2 separate regions of the Macaca mulatta genome follow, and region 1 is linked to region 2. A link is a contact called in public Hi-C data. All regions are on one chromosome and are shown on one strand. Each heading gives the region's core, a stretch centred on a gene start, on an enhancer-like site or on the middle of the called end of the contact. The rest is flanking DNA. Distances are from core to core; before and after follow the strand shown.

Evidence for each region. A called contact is a pair of places that touch in the nucleus more often than the background predicts.
Region 1: a Hi-C map of fetal cortical plate shows a contact between it and region 2, with 2.5 times the contacts expected there. The contact joins the promoter of GASK1B here to the promoter of CTSO in region 2. A contact is called at or near these places in 2 of 14 Hi-C or Micro-C datasets (fetal cortex germinal zone and fetal cortical plate).

What each region holds. Positions count from the first base shown.
Region 1 is chr5:166,769,436-166,776,097 of T2T-MMU8v2.0, forward strand. It overlaps GASK1B (golgi associated kinase 1B), which reads right to left and starts at 1,879. Exons shown (of 5, transcript NM_001266338.1): 1 at 1,685-1,879; 2 at 1-950. The coding sequence starts at 726. It also overlaps a transcript of TMEM144 not described here.
Region 2 is chr5:164,544,009-164,550,539 of T2T-MMU8v2.0, forward strand. CTSO (cathepsin O) reads right to left here and starts at 1,856. Exons shown (of 8, transcript XM_015139410.2): 1 at 1,678-1,856. The coding sequence starts at 1,812.

The DNA.
Region 1 (6,662 bases), core at 629-3,128, 2.2 Mb after region 2:
GCTCTTAGAGGACACTGGCCGGAGCCCTGCCACTGTGCTGTCCGCCAAGAGTCGCATTCTTCGGATGTCATCTTTGCTCAGCCAGGAGGGGGCGCTCTCGCTGTAGATCCTAATGTTGCTTTCCCTGGAGCTGGGCTGCAGGAAGTCTGGGCCCCCGGCTCGCACTCCTGGACCCCGCACCAACCTCCAGGGTCGTTCTCCCATCTTAGCCAGGTTTGCTCCCTGAGCGTACCCAGGTGCTACAGCATCAGCTGCCCTTGCAGCTTCCTGCGGCTGAAGGGATGGTCCGACCAAAGCCTCCTGCCCTGGGGCAGCCGATGCCACTGCATGCTTTTTCCTGCGTTTGGGCTTCACGGTGCCACGGATATTGGCCGGCTTGCTGCGCTTGGAGCGTAGGGTAATGTACACCACATTGGGCTGCAGAGTGGACCCATTGCCCTGGGACTCTGGAGGCGCCAGGGTACCATCCAGGGGTATCTCAGGGAAGGATGCCTCGGCGGTGTCGCGGCTGCGATGTGGCCCCTTCTCAGCCACCTGTCCGTGCTGGAGAGAGGCCCTCCCCACCTGGCTCACCAGGAAACCCAGGTAGATGGCACAGGCAGTGCCCAGGAGAAGGTTTCTCCGGGTCCTTGGACGTCGGCTGCTCCAGAGTTTACACACCCGCGGGACGCACAGGGAGCAGATGAACCAGTTTATGAGCTGCCCCGGCTTGTCTGGACAGGTCATTTCTCTGCCGCATCCACATGTTGAACGGAGTTTAAAGTCTGCAGTTGGCTCCTGCTAATGTAATGCATGGTTTCCTGACTTCAGCTGTCGCGTCCGCTTCGGGACATAAATGGTCTCCAGTGGGTAGAGGTGGAAGGAAAGGGTTGGTAATGAAGCTGGGAATGTTTCAGACACAACAAACCTTTTAAACTATCAGTCTCCCCAAGGAGAAATGTGGCTGGTTTCTGGGAATGAATGGATACAGAGTTAACTGAGTCACAATCTCAAACCATTTAAGTTCCTCTACAAGAGTAAAGAAAAAAAGTCATCATTTCCTTTCATAAATATCACCACTAAGTGTTTTTAAAAATAAAAGTTAAAACCATGGAAACAAGATAGATGTATAGATTTGACAGTCACTTTAAAGTAGTGAAAACAAGACACAAAAAATCCAAGAGTGTTTTATAACTTGTACCTAGAGTCATTTAAGTTGACTCTGAAGCAAAAGCATTAAAATGTGACAAACCTGGGCTTTTCCTTTTTGAAATTCAGAAAGAACTTAAGACAAGTAATAGGTGATTTTTAAAAACTCTATAACTATACCATATTTACTTTTTAAAGTCCTGAATTAACCAAGTACAAGCAGCAAGTATTAACAATAAAATTTAGAAACATATTCTCTTACTCTAATGGTACAAATTTTTCTTCGTATTAATAATATGTTCCATTAGCTTACATTGTTAGTATAATACAAAGCCGTAAATGTCCATATATGTTGGAAACAGTTGCATTTATTCTGTTTCTCTCTCTCTCTTTCTCTCTTACACATACACACACACACACAACACAACACAACTCTGACTGCTTTTTATTTCTTTTCTTTCCACCGAAGTCAGCTGAAAGAAAATAAAAGCATCTCTAGTTCTGTTTTTTCACTATTAAAAAGAAAAAGAAGAAACTCGTAAGCAACCTTACTTACACAGCTGGCCCCATGCTTGGCTCCAGGAAGAATGTAATCCTTGACTCTAATGCAAAGAACTTTTAAAGGCTGAGGCATGTAAGTAGAACATATTTCATGGTCAAGAGTGTTCCACATTTCAAACATTTCAGTTCAGCTTTAAAAGCTCCCTTGAAAACTACTGATTACAAAGCAAAACTTGGAAACTGACTGCTGCATGGTTTTAAGAGATATAAGGCTTTTAAAAACAATAGTTAACAAAATAAACATTAATTTTAAATTCGGAAAAAAGAAATGCCGTAGAGAATCAGTTTTCATTCAAATAACTTTCCACTTATTTTTAACCCCTGGGAGCCCTCTAGTGTCGTGTTTGCAAAACAGACTCAGAAATGTCAGTCTCATGAAGTTCAAAAGATCGAGAGTGTTTGCTATCTTGGTGGAGCAGCCGCAGCCAAGGGAAGAACTTGTAAAATGAGGAATGCCATCACCCCTCGAGTGTCCATCCCGCATAACTTGGGGTTAGAGCACAAGCGTTCCCAGGAACTACTCACCTTACCATCTTGGCCGTTTCATTTGTCTTCCACCAGTTCTGGAAAGAGAAGGCCTAGAAGTTCAGGAAAAAAAGGTAAGAAAGAGTTAATATAAATGAGGGGGAAAAAATAGAACAGTGAGATAAGAGTGCACATAGATAAGGAAAGACATTTATAGTGTGCAGTTGCACAGTGCAACAGTTCACAAAAAGAAGTCATGGATTCTCTCTGATTGGAGGTTTTTAAAAAAAACAGGTAAGGGATTGGCCTGGGTGGTTTGCGTGTCCTAGCACAAAGGCAGGGGCTGATGACCTCGGGGTCTCAATTAGACTATGACAAATAGAATCAAAAGGCAAGAAGACAGAAAGGGAACAGGGATTTTTCCTCCCCACAGAGAAAGAAAGTTGTGATACTGAAGAGTGGGTAAAAGATTAGCATATGGTGTATATTCCTAAAAATACTATATTTTACAATGCAAAAAGAGCAAGGAGTTGGAATATATATGGAAGGAGAGAATAAACGTCCAAGTGGTAAATTGACGAAAATTATAATCAGGCTGTTATTTTAGCACTCTAAACTCAGTCCTTTTTTCCTCTTTAAAAGTCCTGCCACATGGAGGAATGAGAAGGAGCAATCCCAATATTGATAGTAGCCTGGAAGTACCTGGGTATTTTGGCTAAACTTTCTGAGAATTCAGGCCTCAAAGCAATTTTATTTGCACTCAAAAACTCTTAAGGCACATACTTTCATACACACAGAATTATTTTCTATATAGAAAATGTGAACTTCTTGCAGGAAAACCATATCAAAGCTGCATTTTATAATCATCTTATTATTTTCACAGTTAAAGGAACAACTGACTTGGATCTATAAAAATTAAAAGTAAGCCTTTGGCAGAGGCCAGTTATAATAACCAGAAGTCTCCTCCAGCTGTTTTTAGAGCTACTTTTTTCATGGAGAAATGTCTAGGAGATATTGCGAGTTGTGTGAGTTGGTAAATCTGGTTGACTACCTTCCTACCCCACTCCAAAAATGTCTCCTAGAAAAAGAACAATACACTGTCCCCTGCTATAGCCACAATAGGGATTAGTGGAGGCTCCACTCTCTACTCTGAACTATGATATTCAGAAAATGGGCTGAAGAGGGAGGAAGCCTGGCTTTAAATTCTTCTCATTTAACTCTTACGTGTGGTCCCCTGTGGCAAGTCATTTTACCCTGCCTCAGTTTCCCTCATGTGTAAGAGAAGAAAAATAATACCACTCACTCCATCGGTTTCTTGTGATGATTGAATGAGATAGCAGCCTTGGAATGATCATTTGAAATACCATGATGCCTCGTTAAACTGCTCGGAAGCCTGTCTCCTCGGCCCAGGCCTTGACACATAGTCACCATTGCACCACAGCAAAGCTATCACGGTAGAATTGAGGACAAGCACACTGAATTATTTGTAGTCAAGATATTGATGTAACCAATACACTGGATAAACGGGGCTTGTCAGATATAATCAGAACACAATTTTAGTGATTGCCCCCCTCTACTGCCCATTGAAACCTCTTCTGTGGCCCGATATCTCTTTTCAACTTTCTTAAACGGAAACTCAGGCAGGCCCCATGACTTTTCCAGTAATACGTAAATTTTTTTAAAAGTTCTCCAGTTGTTAGCCATAGACATACAGACATATAATATACATAAACTAATTAATATGTTTGATTCTATATCATAGTAAATTTTTTAAAAAATTTCTTTCAAATTTCCAGAATTTCTCCAGAAGATAGCAGTCCCTCAAAAAGCATAACCAAAATCTACTGAAAAGGGACAGAGGAGATCCATCGTAGATTCTTTTTTGTTCCTGCCTAGAGTTCTTGTTCCTTAACCACTCACCCAGCCACTCACCTTACTTTGAGCCTGGCTCTGGCTGTTCCAAGGTAGTGGAGAGAGAGAAGCAATAATGGCAGAAATGGTTTTGCTACTCCATTCATAATGCTGCGAATTGACTTATAAGCTCTCCAGGTTTGGCAGGTATGTAAAGCTGACTCTGCGATGAGCATCTTGTAGTCACTTCAAAGACACCACTATCAAAGCATCTCTCTAGCTGGCTGTCGATGGCCCCTCAGTCCCTTGGAACTTGGTAGCCCCCTGTTCTGTTGAGATCACCTCAACTCTCCAGGCTGTTCTCTTAGGCAGCATTTAGGCTGACTCGCAGGCTGGTTTTCTAACTTGGACCTCTGTGTACTGCCCCACAAGTGATCCAATGGACATGGTCACCATGATTTGCTCCAGTAACCTCAGACTTCCCAATGCAGCAAACCACTTCCCTCAGCACAGTGGATCCATACCTCATTTTGGAATGTGGAAGCAATTGCCATCAATTGCTCATGGTCTCTGTTGAAACCGAATGGAAAGGTGTTTTTTGCCATCAGGTAGCACGGGACACGGAGAAGTTTAATTTGGTTTTAGAAAAATAAAGCTAAATTCCTTGAACGAGTGTTAGTTTGAAAATTTGTTGCCACAATATAACATTCATTTATAACTTACAATATAATCTGTGCGTGCACATATAGAACTCAAAGCATTCGTTATTATTATTAGATTAGATCAGAGAGACATAATTCTCATGCCTAAAGTATTTTCTCTTCTTAAAAATAATGAGAGAAATAAAGTGAAAAAGTAGACAGTGAGATAATGGTAGAGCCCATTAGAATTACCTGGGGACCTTTCCATATCTTTTTGGAGGGGCAAGGATGGTGATGGAGAGAAAACATGAGTAGAGCAGGATTGTGGGAATGTTCTGTTTCTTCGTTTAGATGAGATTTACCTAAGTATGTTTATTTTGAGATAGCACATTGACTATACATTTGTGATTTCTGTACTTTTCCATATTTATATATGTCTTATCCTTCAATCAAATTGGAAAGGTGGTAGATAAATAGTTATTTATTTTATATTCTTTATACCTTGTATATATGTTATAAATCTATAAAGAAGGAGAGTAGGACAAATAATTTGTTTACAATTAAAAAATGCATATTTTTTCAGTCATTTAAAAATTAAGTTTAAATATTAAAGAACAGCAAAAACCCCTGAAAATTTTAAAAATATATGAGTGTCTAGGCCCCATCCATCTTCCCAGAGACTCTAAATGATCTAAAGTAGGGCCCAGGAATCCACAGTTTTAAAAGCTTCTAATGTGCAGAGTTATAATTCACTGTATTATGAGTTAAATACTTAGTTCTAGAAGCAAATTAACACCTTTTTACAATTAAATGATGTCTTAGGTTTCACTGGCAATGAAGTAATCTGTAAATCCTTCAAGGCTTCCAATAGTAAGATCCTAGTTTGATGAAGGCTATTTGCCTTCAGTCTGGGACACCTCCTGGACCAGATTAGATAGTGAATCGGGCCTCATTCTTCCACCCACAGCACTCTCATTTCTCCCACTTCTGTCAGGTGTGTCACTTGCTGTGACTGTGTGGCAACTTGCCCATCTCCTGAGAGCCCTTGGGAAAGTGAAGGACAATATATAAGGACTCCAATCACTGAAAAGCTAAGTACTGAGTTTTTCTTTGCCGTTGTTGACCCAGGCTTGTTGCACAGATTGCCGACCTGCAGATGGACACCTTGTTCCTGGTTCAGTGCTGCCCAGACTCTTCCACTGGGGGACCCTATCCCTTGCTCCTCATATTCCTGATTTCTAGGAACCATAACCCTACTATGATTATAATCGCGGCATTAGCATAGGTTCCTGGGTACAACCTTTGCCCTACTTATTGTATGGAATTTGCTAATATCTTTGCTATCCATTCCAACACCAGGCCTGGACTGCACCATGCTGCCCTGCCTGCCGCTGAAAAACTTTCAACTTTATAATCTTTGAAGTTTTGTCATAAAAGTGTTAAATAGTAGTCTATACTCTATCTGTCTTTTGACCAGTATGCAAAAGAAGTTATACTGATTATGTCATATTTTATAGAAATATGTGCACTTTTTATCTGACAGTTGATTGCTCACCCCTAAGGACATCATTCCTGTTGACCTAAACTAGTACATCTATATGCAGTAGGAGAAGTGCTTTTGGAGAAAATCACCTGTCTCCTCAGAGCTGGTATTACAAATCTATGAAGTAACACTATGTGCCATAGCCTAATCACTCATATATGACCCAGAGAACACCAAATAGGCATATTTCCAGCAGATAAAATGCCTGGCATTGTATTGTATTAGGTATTCTCTCCTCTGTCTACTATTATACCATGCACTTTCCTCCATTTTCCTGGTATGGAAATCTCCTGCAATAATGCATTTGCCTCATTTCCCTAGGAACGTTTATTCCATGATTTGATGTTGTGTCTGTGTTAGAATGGTTCTGCCACATGACCAGAAACTGGGCGATGTCTGCATGAACATACTCTGATATGGTAAACAGATAAAACATATGACAGCCAATTTGGCATCTATTTGAAATAATAGAC
Region 2 (6,531 bases), core at 606-3,105:
ACTAAGCACCAAGAGATGTTCAGTTTCCAGCAACTGTGCTTTGAAGCCTCACTGTTCTCCTTTCTGCGTACCCCTCTCATGAAGAAAATTCCTACAGGCAGCAATTGCTTTGAAAACGTTTTCGGTATTTCTTAACCCAAGGTTTTTAAAATGTACTAAGTGTCTTCATAATTCCATCCTCCTCCACTTCCAACTTTCCATCTTTCAACCTGGATCTTTGTATTTCTCCTGAGAAAAGTTACATTTTCTAGACGTTCATCCGGGTATAGCCTCTTTACAGGACCAGTATGAGTCACTACATAAACTATATACATATATATTTACAAATTATCTAAAATCTAAACAACCGTTAAAATATATTTATAAGTCTAGCCCTTTGAGCTTTGTCCTGAAATACTAATTTTTTAGGAGCCTGACAGTGTGTTTATTTATGTAGCCAATGAATATGTTATCAATAAAGGTGAGACTGACTTTTCCCCTAATGGGTTTGATTTACCAGGAAAACGAACCTAAGTTCAGAATAAGGGTAGAATACAGGCCAGAATTTTGTTCTTGAAAGAGTAAGAGGACTTCCGGTTTTGAAAACCAGAACTGAACTCAAGAATAATAAAGTGGAGATAACAGTACACATCTCGGTTTGGACGAAACGTAAGAGTGGACAGAATCAGGGAAGGCTGGCCTTCCTAAACATTGGGGCTTTCCGGGGGTTGGGGGGGGGGCGGTGGGAATGAGCTTAGCTATGAAATCCTGTGAGAAATTCCAACAAACACCAGGAAAAAAGATACACTCTCTTGAGCAATATTACTGAACTCAGACTTACGTTTGATTCAGAATGAATGTTCTTTTCTAATAAATTAAATCATGATAATGGCATCTTTCACGAATTTAAAAACGTGTTAAATGGTATCAGATATCTAGAACATAGTGAGGCAAGCACGAAAGCGGCATCTCTTGCAGTCTCCTTGCTTTCAGGAAAATCATTATTTGTGCTCAGCTAACCGGTCCCTTCCAGAGATTTCATGCTAGACTCAAATCTAAGCATTTATTATAAAAGGATTTTCATAATAATAAGAAAAGGAAATTAAATGTTTCTCTTTTCTCCAACTCAGTCTCCAACAAGGCAGGAAGAACTTTTAAGGTGGTGCGTTAGTTTAAGGAGAATCATTAACCATCCGGATTCTTTAACCAGGCTAAAGGCAGGCTCTTTGTCTCTAACTTCCGATCACTAGCGCCCTCCTCGGGAAGAAAAAAACGACAGGTTCCTTCCACCAACAGGCTGCTCCCTGTTTCTGGTTCTCATAAATGAGAAATAGAGGAGCTTTGGAAGCCAGTGGCAACGATCGAGGGGATTGCTAAAAGGGGGTGCTTCTTCCCACCAAGAACACTTTGGACGTATCTATTTATTCATTTGGATGCGTCCCAAAAATTCATAGCGGCAAATCTTTTCTGGAAAATCAAATCGTTTGGTGAGCAAAGGCATGGGGGAGCGACACCATGGCACAAGGGGAGGGGAGAGAGAAGCTGGCTTTTGCACCCGCAGCTCAGTGCCCCAGACGCATCGCAGAGCCACGGGTGCCCACTAGCAGGGTCCCCTCTCGGGGGCCCTCTTCCGCAGCCCAGACCCGGGACAGGAAGTGGGGGAGCAGAGACAGACCCGGGGAGGCGCGCGCTCGGTACCCGGAAGGCGGCGGCCTCATGCTCGCGGCTCCGCTGCCAGGTCGGGGTGAAGGGGGCGTGGGAGTCCGCATCGCAGCCGCCCCGGCACAGAAGCCACAGCAGCCACAGCAGCCACAGCAGCGTCCGGAGCTCCATTAAGGCGCCCGGCTCCTCCGCGGCCTGCGCGGCCTGTTTTCTCTTTCGGTTCCTCGGCTCCTCCCATCCTGGGCTCGAGGGGCGGAAGGAACCCGGTGGAGTGCATGGTGCTGAGATTGACCCTTTTTTAGGTCCCCGGTGCACTGTGACTGAAAATCTGGTTAGCTGGAGGCTATGGACCTCCTCATTGAGGCTAGTTTTTTGTTTTTGTTTTTGGAAGAATCAGGCACTTGACTATGTGCTTTCAAGGTTTTACCTCCGTACATTAGAAAAAAAAGAAGCCCGAGAGTCATTCTTTGTGTGTGCGTGTTGAGATCAGGGCTCACTGCAGCCTCGACCTCCCAGGTTCAAGTGATCCTCCTGCCTCAGCCTCCAGAGTAGCTGGGACTACAGGCGCATGCCACCACGCCAGGCTGTTTTTGTATTTTTAGTAGAGATAGGATCTTGCCGTATTGCCCGGGCCGGTCTGGAACTCCTGGCCTCTAGTGATCCGCCCGCCTTGGCCTCCCAAAGCGCTGGGATCACAAGTGTGAGCCACCTGGCCTGCCCTGTGAGCCCCCGGGACGTGCCTTGTTCCTTCTTGCCACAATCCCTAAGTTCAAGACCTGGTTCTGAAGTGACGAGGGCCAATACATAGTCATCCATTCAGCAGATGTTTATAAATACGTAACAAAATTGTACAGTTGTGAAAAGCCTACACAATTTTTGGATCTATTGTGGCAGTTTCAAAACTCTTGGAGTCTGTTTCTCCATTTACAAAGGAAGATAGAGCCAGGTACATAATTTGCAGGGCCCCGTGTAAACTGAAAATGAAGTTCACTTGTTTATAAATTGTTAAGGATTTCAAGACGGTAGCAGCAGAGCATTAACCCAAGCCATGATCCTTCTAAGCACCCACTTCTGAACAGGTCACACACTCATGAACCTGACTCTACTGAGCCTTTCTGTTATAATCTATTCTGAACAAGGCTTCCATGTCTCTGAAATTCATATCATTACCCTTGTGGATTTTTAGAACTAACATCAGATTTATGTCTTTAGTTTTTACCTAGGTGCAGTGAGTTACAATATTCTCTGATGCAAAATCGGTAATAAAAATAAAAATAAAATAAAAATAATGTTCTGGGTATTAAGAGGAAAGACACGAGAGTTTTTTATGTACATCCATGATAAGATATATTGCTCTTGGAAAGTGTGGTGATAAAGATTTTATTTAAACCATAAGTTTACAGAACAATGTTCATGTTAACCTCAGCAGTTCTTTTGCACTTAGCCCTTTCTTGTAACTCATACAAGCACATGCTTTTCTTTTTCAACTGAGGTTTGCTTTCAGATCATAGTCCCTGTTTATTGACAACCTACTGAGTCAGGAAATTTAAATATAGGCAGTCATCCTTCCTGTAGGATAATTGCTATTGTAAAAAACCACTTGAACTAAACTCACTTCATGAGCTCTCATCAAGTATTTGTTGAGTACCTGCTAAGTGTCAGGCATTGTTCTAGGTAATGAGAATTTATCAAGTAAGTGCATAAGTGACTAAAGAGATGAAAATCCCCATCCTTATGGGGCTGGTATTTCAATGGATTTACATCAACAAATATTTATTGAGTACTTCCTAAGTGTCAGGCATTGTTCTAAGTCATCAGGACACAACAAGTGCATAAGTGACTAAAGAGATGAAAAGCCCCACCCTCCTGGAGCTGGTATTTCAGTGAGGGAAGAGCCACAATAAAATTACTACAGGTGGAGGATCCCTTATCCACAATACCTGGGACTGGAAGTGTTTCAGATTTCAGACTTTTTTCCTCCAGATTTTGGAATATTTGCATATACATAATGAGATCTCTTGGCGATGAGACCCAAGTCTAAATACGAAATTCATTTGTGTTTCATATACACTGATGCACATATCCTGAAGGTAATTTTACTATTTTAGATAATTTTATGCATAAAACAAAGTTTTGAATGCGTTTTGACTATGAACCACCACAAGAAGTCAGTGTGGAATTTTCTAGGTGTGGCGTCATGTCGATACTCAATAAGTTATAGATTTTGGAGCATTTTGGGTGTTTGGATTAGAGATGCTCAAACTGTACATGTGTTAAAGGACAATAAATCCAGATAAGGAGAGTCATGAGTTTGAGGGGTGGTATTGCTATTTTAAATAAGCTGTTTAATACTGTCCTCACTGATGAGGAGACTTTTGAGCAAAGCTTTGAAGGAGAAGAAAGTGACCCACATGGATATTCAGATATCCAGGGAAAGAGAAGCTAAGATAGAGAGAATTGTCAACACTAAGGCCTTGAGATGGAAGTTTGCTTGGCATGTTCCAGAAACGTAAAAGAAGTCAGCATGGATCGAGTAAAGGAAAAAAAAGAGGATGGGAGGAGAGTAGAATATGAGATAAATAAGAAGCACGCAGATTGTAAAGAATTTTGGGTCAGTTAAAAGGGAGATCAGAATCATCTATTACATAGTAAAACAAAGTTTTTGAAAAGTGTCTTGAAAAGTGAAGGTGGCAAGTATGTGCTAATTCTTAGAATAAACACTACAAATTACATGTATATGTGGAGATGTACTTTTTTCATCAAATTTGCAGAATAGCACATGGAACTTCCTTCAACTCTGTATTAGATATCTGTTACCACATAAAATATAACCCTCAAACTTAGCATCGTAAACATATGAATTTTTCTTATACAGTTTCTGTGGACCTGGCAGGAGCAGCTTATCTGGGTGGTTCTAGCTCAAAGTGTCTCAGGAGGTCGCAGAGAAGCTGTTGCATTCTCTGAAGGTTTCCCAGGGTTAAAGGATTCAATTTCAAGCTCATGTGACTGTTAGCGGGAGTCCTCGGTTCCTCTTAGGCCTTTGGACAAAATTTTCAGGATCTTATCAGAAGGCTGGGCTTTTCCAGACTGCTCTTTGTTCCTGCAGAACAAGTGACTGGAGAAATTGAGACAGTGGACCAGGAAATGACTGAGGTGGGAGTAGCAGTGTCTTTTTATAACCTTATCTTGAAACATATCATCTCTTCTGCCATTGGTTACACAGAGCCAGTTTGGTAAGATGTGAGAGGTGGAGCTGACATAGGGTGGGGTAGTCAGGTGCCATCTTGGAGGCCCACTACCACAACCTCATGTTGGACATTACAAGCTCAGTAACAAACGCAGTCATTTCTTTATGTGTGAAAATACTCCAGGACTAACCATTTTCACAAATGCCTCTCAACCTTTATGATACACATATCAATATTTACTGTTGTTTTTATCCCGTTATGCACCTTCTGGGTTTTCTTCTACTTTTAATCATGTTACTTCATGTTTCAGTGACTTTGCTATAGAGTTAATTTTTTCTTTGTTTCTTTTTTTATGAGACAGAGTATCTCTCGCTCAGGCTGGAGTGCAGTGGCGCCATCTCGGCTCATTGCAGCCTCAGCCTGCCGGGTAGCTGGGATCACAGGCAGGTACCACCACACCTGGCTAATTTTTTGTATTTTTAGTAGAGACGAGTTTTCACCATGTTGGCAAGGCTGGTCTCAAACAACTGACCTCAGGTGATCTGCCCACCTCAGCCTCCCAAAGTGCTAGGATTACAGATGTGAGCCACCGCACCCAGCCTTGTTTTTATTTTTACTTGATACACAACACATTCATGTGTTTGTTATGATTTACCACTGTACTAAGCATTTTGCAAATATTAACCTTAATTCCTCCTTGCAGAAGGTAGTATTATCATCATTTCTGTTTTATAGACGAGAAAACTGAGGCAGAGAAAAGTTAAGTACTAAGTGCGTGAGATATTGGAAACCTCATATAATCAGCTAGAGATTATTCAATAATTTGAAACATAAACTGAGAAAAATGCTAGGGTTAATCTGGGGAAAATATTGGAATGAATACCAGTTGTATAAGAGATTAGGTATTTAGTGAGTTTTTCACGATTTGAAGAATTTTGCATCCCCACAACCTCGTGATTGCAGGATTTCAGATATTTAATACACTGATAAGAAGGAACCATGTCTATTACCGCTAATCCTTACAACAACCCAGCAAGGTAGACGTTATTGTTCTCACTTTACACATGAGGGAACTGACATGTGTAGCGATTAGGGTCTTATTCAAGATCCTAAGTAGTAAGTGGCCATGGTGAGATGTAAATTGAGCTGTCAGACTTCAGAGCTCATGCTTGAGTTTTCTGCTACACCAGCCTGCTCTAGGGAACTCCAAGGCCTATCTTACTATTTGTCATTACTATTTCTATTTTATATTGGCTTTTCTTTATTAACATACCTTTGGTAGTACACTGTGAGCTTTTTATGTTCTAGTTTAATTTACAGGCAAGCGTGACATTCAGTAATAGACATGAGTCATTGTAGTCCCTCTGAGTTGAATTGTTCAGGGGTTTTTTTTCCCCCTTTTTAATTTTTTTCCTATATCATGGGAAGGGACATTATTTCTTCAGGAAGCTATTTGGATTGTGTGTGAGTTGAAAAGGTTGATTATCTTTAATCTTAGATTTTACACCTGAATATTTTACTAATGCCAAGAAATCCTTTTTTTATTGTGGTTGTTAATTAAGTTCATAGTCATTGCTTTGTTCTTAACGTCTTATAATGGTGACATTCCATAGGGATAATGTAAATCTTGAATAAGAAAATGAATTACATAAATTTCTAGGTAAGAGATGTTCAAACTTCCTTTCTGGCTGAAATTGAAGAA